Linked DNA regions of Mus musculus: region 1 is linked to region 2. A link is a contact called in public HiChIP or PLAC-seq data. All regions are on one chromosome and are shown on one strand. Each heading gives the region's core, a stretch centred on a gene start, on an enhancer-like site or on the middle of the called end of the contact. The rest is flanking DNA. Distances are from core to core; before and after follow the strand shown. Region 1 holds the start of Nup210 (nucleoporin 210). Region 2 overlaps Nup210 (nucleoporin 210).

The links. HiChIP or PLAC-seq counts read pairs in DNA pulled down with a chosen protein or histone mark.
Region 1: an HNF4G HiChIP or PLAC-seq map of pancreatic cancer cells shows a contact between it and region 2. The contact joins the promoter of Nup210 here to the enhancer-like site in region 2. A contact is called at or near these places in 4 of 115 datasets of contacts at active chromatin or transcription factors (the SCID.adh cell line, embryonic stem cells and pancreatic cancer cells) and 3 of 9 other capture datasets (adipose tissue, liver and pancreatic islet).

Annotation. Positions count from the first base shown.
Region 1 is chr6:91,114,495-91,118,463 of GRCm38.p6, forward strand. Nup210 (nucleoporin 210) reads right to left here and starts at 2,332. Exons shown (of 40, transcript NM_018815.2): 1 at 2,124-2,332. The coding sequence starts at 2,290. It overlaps Gm30364 (a long non-coding RNA gene), which reads left to right and starts at 2,727. Exons shown (of 4, transcript XR_003956467.1): 1 at 2,727-3,691.
Region 2 is chr6:91,011,773-91,015,986 of GRCm38.p6, forward strand. Nup210 (nucleoporin 210) reads right to left here. Exons shown (of 40, transcript NM_018815.2): 38 at 4,214; 39 at 4,052-4,135; 40 at 1,295-2,724. The coding sequence ends at 2,627. Among named protein-coding and RNA genes, the nearest start is that of Gm38860, 3.9 kb to the left of the region's middle. Within about 2 kb of position 2,604, at least 39 of the 459 cell types and tissues checked have an H3K27ac peak or open chromatin away from gene starts, as enhancers often do. A contact at or near this core is called in pancreatic cancer cells, where this site is marked.

The DNA.
Region 1 (3,969 bases), core at 1,082-3,581, 100 kb after region 2:
CTGGAAAGACAAATGAGCCTGGCAAGTTTGCCAAGGCTGTGGCCCCAGGTCCCACTGATGGATGATGGGCTGGAAGGCCTTCAGCACCATCACCATCACCACACTGTGAGTGAGCTGCCACCTCTTCCCTCTCTGCATTCCCTCAAACGCAGCAACACCGACCAGATGACCTCCCAGTTACTGGATGCTACAATTCAGGAACTAGGAAAGGTAACTTAAAGCTACAGGCTCAGACATGCAGTCACTTCAGAGAACCTGGAGCTCAGCACTGAATTCCAAGGATGAGCAACACCCCCAGGGCCTGGCAGGGGTTAAATTGTCTTTGTTTTTCATCTCAGAGACTTGAAGTACTCCTGGATAAAGAGGCCATCTCCTCCAGGGAGAGATGACTGCAGGTGTGAGTCTTAGCTATCTGCCAACTCTCAAAGCCTCCAGGATTCTCAAAACTAAAGCAACGAGTGACTGTATTCAGAATAACATTTCTGATCTATGCTTGACTGACAGACCAGCTTCCGGTTGAGTAAGGGGGAAACTGCAACCAAACACCTTCAAAGAAGACACTTTTCAACCACACCTTAGGATGAAAGCCACCAGACACTAAACAATCCAGAGGGTACTTGGCATGCGTCTGAGGTATCTGAGCTTTTGAATGTCTTTCCCAGTCCTCCTACTGAGAATATAAAAATCTGCCAAGACCCATCAGCAACTCTCAGGAAAGTGCAGTTAGAGAGGAAGTAAAGACAGAAAATGTTATTCTAGGAAGAAACATACAGAACTTCCTAGGAAGCAGCACACAAATACACGCCAGGAGATTGATTCCCTTGGAGCCAGCTGTTTTAAATAGTCAGCTTCCTCTCTCTGGCCCATCTATCAAGCAGACAACTTCAACAATGGAGTGAGCATGTATCCCTCCAGAGTATTAACAGCTGACCTCCTCACTCAAAACAAAGCCCCAGAGAAGAATAAACACTTCCCCTTGGGTAAAGCATTTACTCCAAACTGCAATGGAAAGACTCTGCCTCTTCATACTCCAGAGGCCAACCTAAAGACACTCCAGACTGACCTCAAAGCGGCACTACTGCCTCAGCCTCCCTAGTGAAGTAATTATAGAGGTACAGTGCCACCCCCTATGAGGCAGACTTTTAAAACAAATTAAATTTGAGAACTACATATAGCAGAATGTGGCTCTGAGCTCTGGGCATCATATAGAACATTAACACACACACACCTAGCTAGTTAAGCCTTAGCCTAGATCAGTGGTTCTCAACCTTCCTAATGCTGTAAGCCTTTACTACAATTCCTCTGTTGTTGAACTGTACTAAAACCATAAAATTATTTTGTTGTTACTTCATAACTGTAATGTTGCTACTGTTGGAATCATAATGTGAATATCTGACAGGAGGCCCCAAACTGGGTTTTAACCCACAGGTTGAGAACCAATGACCTAAACACATTCTTAAGGAGGCTGGCAGCAAAATGTAGCCTGAGAGAAGGAAGGGACTATGTCGCACTAGTGAGGGTGTGGGTCAAGGGTGTGACCTGATCACACCCTACTCAGCCTGCACCCAGCAACGAGAAGTTCTCCCTTCATCTGCCTAGCCAAAGGCTGGACCGCAACACCCTGCTGGAAGCCAGGTCATCAAGGCAGACCCTACTCCACCAGCATCTAATTCCTTTGCCTCCCACTTCTGAGCTGGAAAATGGTCCTTTCATCCAAGATTTAATGACTCTCCCTAAGTGGCTTAACGGGTGTGGTGTGTCTCCCACAGACTCCTTGCCCAGGTCTCTACAGACACTCTTCTCACACCAGTCAGGCGCCAGGGGTGAGTCCCACCTCCCCCGTCTCCCACAGACTCCAGAGCGTGGCTGCTCAAGCTGGAGCTCCTCAGGGCCCTGACAGCTGGGGACCGAGGCCACGTGCGGCGCTGCCCTCCATGGCCCGCGATCACAGCCTCCTCTTCCCGCGCAGCCCAGACGCGAGTGGCCCAGGCGCCATGCGCAGAGAGAGAGCGCGCGCGCCGCGGGGTCACGCGGGGCCGGCTGGAGCGAGCACGCCACGCACCTGCGGCCCAAGCCCCCTCCCGCGCGCACCTGCCGCCTCCCGCCGGGCCCGCGCGCCTCACCAGCGGTAGCAGCCCTCAGAAGCTTCCAGAGTGAAGTTCACGCGCGTGGCCCGCGTGAAGGGCAGCAGCACCTTGGGAATGTTAAGCTTGGCGGCCGCGGCGGGACCCACTACCTGCAGCAACAGCAGCGCCCAGAGCGCCGGCTGCACTAGTGAGGCCCGCGCCATCCTCCCGGCCTCGCTAGCGCCCGGGCGCGCGCTCCCGCGCCCTCCACCGGCGCGCGCTGGGTAGCAGGTGGCCGCGTGGGGCGGGGCGAGCGCAGTGATGGGCGGGACCGGCGGGAAAGCGGAGAGCACGCGCCTGGTGCTGAGCCCCTAGAGCGCGCCGAATCCTGCGAGCTTTTTCAGCCCCGGAGCCCGTAGCGCGTGGCCTAAGGCCTCTGCCGCGCGCCCGTCTCTGGTGGCAGCCTTCCAGCAGGCTCGCTCTTGTTCATTCCGCCTTGTCTGGAGCCTCTGGCGGTGGAGCCAGGACATAGCACTAAGACAGGCGCCCTAGGACAGTGTGGAGCGCTCACTGATTAACACCCCCCCCCCCGCCCCCTTTCCAAAGCCACACTTCCCCAGGGGCCAAGAAGGTCTTGAGATATTCCGGGATCAATCCATCAGCAGGACAACACTGGGAACTTCCTGTTAAACAGCCCCATGGATGCTCCAAGGGAAATATCCGAAAGGTTAGTGAGGGAACAACACGTCCCTGAAAGTAGACGGTGCAACCTGACTTCAGCTGCACTAGGACCTGGATCGACCAGCGGGATCTGGAAGAAAAGTGACAGGCTGATGTCATGCATAAACAAAGACTTGAAGCTGAATTTCAGGCCGGCTGGGGAAGCCTCCTGGAGGAGAAACTCTCTGGAATGGATACTAAGGTCTCGCTGGGTTTCTGAGAGGCCACCATTCCTAGTCTATGTAGTTTTTGTTTGTCAGTTTGACACCAACTAGTGTCTTCTGGGGAGAGCAGCCTTAATTGGGAAAATACCCCCATCAGATTGGCCTGTAGACCTGTTTATGGAGCATTTTCTTAACTGATGATTGATGAGGGAGGGCCCAGATCACTGTGGGCTGTGCCACCTCTGTAAAGGAGGTTCTGAAGTGTTAAGAGAGCAAGCTGAGCAAACCATACGGAACAAGCCAGTAAGTTGTCTTCCTCCGTGGCGCTGGCTTCAGGTCCTGCCCTGGTTGAGTGCCTGGCTTCCCTCAATGATCCAGTGTGGCTGGGATAAGGAAGCCGAATAAACCCTTTCCTTCCTAACTCGCTTTTGCCTTGGGACATTTGGATACAAGGAGGGACATTTGGAGGGCACCCTCAGGCCCTAAGGACCCTGGACCAGGAATGGGGGTGAGAGGAGCTACCCAGAAGAGGACAAGTCTTCCAGGCTGGGTACCACGTGCTACAGGAGGAGGGAAAGTTCCACCATCCTCTTCCAGGAAATAAAAGAAAAGCAACGCTCCTCCAGGGTGTCTGTGCAAACTCTTCCTGCGCGTTCTTGGTGATGCTTCATTGTTTTTAGTTTCCAGCGCTGGAGATCACACACCCGGCTTCACTCCTGAGCCTTTCATGCTTTTAACCAGGTACTAGGATCAGGTGGCTAAAATTAAAGAGGTTCGAAGGAATTCACAGTGACAGATCCATTCTTCATCCAGGACCTGCTATGGGCAGCCAGTGTCTTCCACATAGGATGCATTAGTAAGTTTGAGAGTGCCTGGATCCCATGGCAGGCAGGTAACCAAGATACATAAAACAGACCTGGTAGGACACAAGGAGACTGTAGTCTTTAGACCATTATGATCACAGGACCCTTTGGTTGCAGTTCTCTGGTTATCCAGACGTCAGTAACATATATATATAT
Region 2 (4,214 bases), core at 1,354-3,853:
CCCTCCAGGCTGTCAGCATGCCCGGTCAGGTTTGCTAGTACAGAGATCTGGCTGTGTTCCCCCAACGTGCTTTGAAAGGCTGCTGGCCCCTGGAGAAAGGGAGTTTAATGGCCAGCTCTTATCAGGACCCCAGTGTTCCAGGTGGAGAGAGGGAGGAAGCCCAGTGCCCCAGAACAAAGGTGGCTGGTGGACACTGCAATCCTTTTGCTTCATCTGGGAGGAGCCAGTGATCAGCTTCATGGCATCTAGAGGCACCCAAGATATGACCATTCATTGCACTCACTAGCCACAGGATAGAAGTGGCTCAGACCTTAGTGATGGAGATGGTGAATTTGCCTCTTGAGCCCTGAGAAGAATGCCTTCAGTCATTAGGAGACAGGAGTTTCGTTCTGTTCTAGACCCTGCCATGTCTGGATGTGATATCCTTGCTCCCTGGATCCTGGTAGCTATCTTTTGTTTCAGAGAGGTCTTACCTGAGGGCAACACCAACACCGTGTACCAGGCAGGCATGCGTACAGTAGGTACAATACCAATCACACTCAGCAATCTGATAATGCTGTCTAGATCTTCTCGGGTACAGTGTCCCAAGGAGCTATGAGAATGACACCCGTCACCACTCACTCACACGGAGGTCCGATTTGGGAAGTGAAGTGGTGGCCATTTGGTGTTCTCAGCATGGGCAGTGCTGTGGAAGCAGGTCCCCGAGACTGAGGAGCCCCTACTCCCATCTCCTCCCACTTCCAATGTGGCATGAGGCAGGGAAAGAGGGAGAGAAAAAAGCACAGGGAGACAAGGGCATAGAGCAGGGCCCAGCGGAATCCTGTTTCCTGTGGATGGTGTGACAGGGCAGGTCCCATGAGGAATGTGACAGGACTAGTGCTGGCTAGGGTGGGGCCCATGAGGGCTCTGAGAAGGCAAGCCAGACCAAGGGCGTGTGGTGGGGGAGAGGGGCAGAGAACTGGTCCTTTGAGGTGTTCAAGATCTTGGGAGTATAGCTGAGGGAGGGGGAGTAGGGGGAGGACAGAGAAAGGCCATTTTAAGGGGAAATACAAACATTTTAGATGACAATGAAGGAAGGAGAAGGCAGAATGACAGGTGCCTGAGAGGACTGGCAGGAAGAGGAGGGAAGGGAGACTGTGCGGTACTACTGCAGACAAGGTCCTGCTCCTGCCCCTGCCTTCAGGGTAGGGAGACCCCATGGCCAGGGAGGAGGTAAGGGCACCATTGGTGCTTACAGGCCATCAGTCATAGTAAACACCCAGGCAGAGTCAGTACCCCCAAGAACCACCGCATCCTTAAGAAACTACACAGAACTTTATTAAACAAATGCAGGGAAGACTCCATTAACAGCTCTCGGGGGAGATTGAGTGGCTGGCTGGGCACAAAGACTCTATCCTCACGTCCAGAAAGTCCATCCTATGGCTCAGCCTCAAAGGATCACACATGACCTTCAAAGGCAAACAACTCTTGGTGACGTGGTGCCCATACACGTCCACTTGGAGGTGAGTCTCTGGCTCATTCTGACAGCACCACAGCACCTGGACCTGAAACAGAGGCCATGACCCTGAGCTTGGACGTGAAGATGCGTCGTATTCCCAAGGCATCCTCTTCGCTCCTGGGCTAGCGAGGCGAGTGCTGGTGGCAGAGGAGGGGGAGAGGAGGGCCAATAGGGTGGCTCAGATCCACTGAGGTACTGCATTCTGTGTCCTCCAAGGCAGATGAGCAGATGACCCTGGGTCTCTCTGCTCCACAAGTCACAGCAGCATCTCAGAACAAACCCAGAGATCAGAAGATCCCTGCCAGTGGCTGCAGGGCAGGGCCGATGATGCTGTGGCTATTCCCAAGCTGCCTCAGGGAGAGCGAGAGGTACTCCAACCCTGGTGACAGAAGCCCTTCTGCTGAAACAAGACCGAAGTCCTCCCGGGGCTCTGAAGGGAGGGCCACTCTGCTGAGGCTCAGTAACTATCACAGTAAGAAGGCTCAGTCAGCACAGGGCTCTGGGCATGGTGTCCCCTAGGGGACATCCACATCTGCTTGTCCCCCACATTTCCTAGCAGCAGTAGGATAAGGAGAAGAGTGAGTTTTCATGAAAAAAAAAACAAAAAACAAAAAACAACAACAACAATAACAAAAAAAACCCACAATAAAGGGCTGGTGTGCACATGTGCCAATGGACAAGCAATTGCCAAGCAGGTATGAAACCCTGGGTTCTATTCCAAGCACCACAAAAACCCCAGGAGTCATGAGAAAATCCTTTCCCTGAGATCACTACAGTGACATTATCTGTAGATGATGTAGAAACAGCTTCCAATACTCAAAAGCCATGAACAGGGAAGCGAGCTTCCTCGAGCAGAACAAATACAAGATTAAGCAGCACCCCCAAACCCTGCACACCACATGAGAAGGAGGGAACCAGGAAGCCCTGACCCTCAAGACTGGGAAAGAGATTTAAAAGCAAACAAATTAAAATCCCTTGCTTGTGTGAATCAGGCAGTGATTCAGCACGGCCAGGGCAGTGAGGATGGCCTAGGGCCCAGGCGTGGTTTCACCCCGGTGTGAAAATGACAGTGACCCTTCTGTCCAGGTGTCAGTTCAGCTGTGTAGTAATACCAGCCCTGCACATTGCCTAGTGAGAGGCATAGGCTGGGCTCCAGAGCCCCGAGGGAGGGCTGGCTTTGCGACCAGAAGGCAGTGTGTTGAAAGCAGCCGGAGATGAGGCAAGATCTGGGGAGGAAAGGGACGTGAGCATGAAGGAATAAATAGCCAATATCCCCACTATACTCCTCAGTGTGTGCCCATGGCATGCCAGGGGCTTATACCTAGGACAGCAGAAACTGACAGGGGCAGGGGAGGCACGGGAAAGTACACTGCCCAACCTGTGCTTCTGTACCCAGCAGCCTTCTGTCTCCAATGAATACCTTATGAGCTAGACTGGGCTAATCCTGTGGAGGGTGTGGATGAGATTTACTGGGATGTGTAGGGTTCATAAATATTTATATCCACTTAGCCTGGAACATGACCTCTGACCTTCCTGAGCTCAGTCAGTAGTCTGGGGTGGGTCACATGACACATCCTGTTATCTCTCCACGGAGCCAAGAGGATGGAAGAACCAGACTCTTGAGCACAATGCTATTGTAACAAGGACCTGGAGGCAAGTGAAAGGAACTTTGTCACTAAGACCCTATGGTAACTTCAACAAACACTGGGAGGAAGAGTCAGAAAGGACTGTAGCAGAATAGCTGTGCATCAAGCCAAAGCCATGAGGACAGCTACCACCCAGCATGCTAGGATACTCAGGAGTCCTGCCTTGAAGACCAGAGACAACAGGAAGAGGCTTTGATAACAGGGTGTGTGTGCGTGCGTGTGCGTGTGCGTGTGTGCGTGCGTGCGTGCGTGCGTGCGTGTGTGTGTGTGTGTGTGTGTGTGTGTGTGTGTGTGTGTGTGTGTGTGTGGGTGTGCGTGCACTTCTGGCCATAAAGCTGTCCTCTAACACTAAGATGAGCAAACACTAGCTCAAGGGCCTCTTACACAAGCCAAATGGGAGTCAGGAGACAAAGGGCTACTGGGCACTGCACAATTCCAGAAGACTCTTAGAGAAAGGTACCCCAGGAACTGTAGAGGGTGACTAAGACCTTAGGTCATCACAGACAAATAGATTACTGAAAGGAGTGGGCTTTCCTATCTTTCTCTGTGGGAGTATCTCTCATGAGGACAGTGTAGAGTCTCCATCCTCCCATCCCAACCTGACCTCTCAGTGGTAGCCCTGCCTGTCTTTTCTGGAATTCCCCTGCTCAGACAACACTGTCTCTACCAACTCCTCCCATCCCACAGCCTGCTGGGGATGGATGCCTCTGAGGAGTCAAGACTAATATCTGAGTCTGTGTGACACTCTTGTCCCCTGGCACATCTGTCCCTGGGGCTCAGCTCTAACTGTCTCTTTTGCTCTGACACAAGCTGTGAAATCTAGGGTTCGGGGCCTGGATCCCACCCTTCCCCAGGAGATGACTCTAGTGGAGGCGCTCTAGGCTATGCCTGTGGCCGAGGTACTCACAGTGGGGGCTGTGCTGAGGGCTGGCACGGGGCGTGAGGGCCAGGGGTGAAGCAAGTTCCCGGGGTGCACAGACTGTATGGTAGGCTGCAAGAATAGAGGCTGGTGAGAGTGAGTAGGGTGAGAGGGTGCGGGGTGGAGAAAGGGGTATGAGGTTGGCCTCACC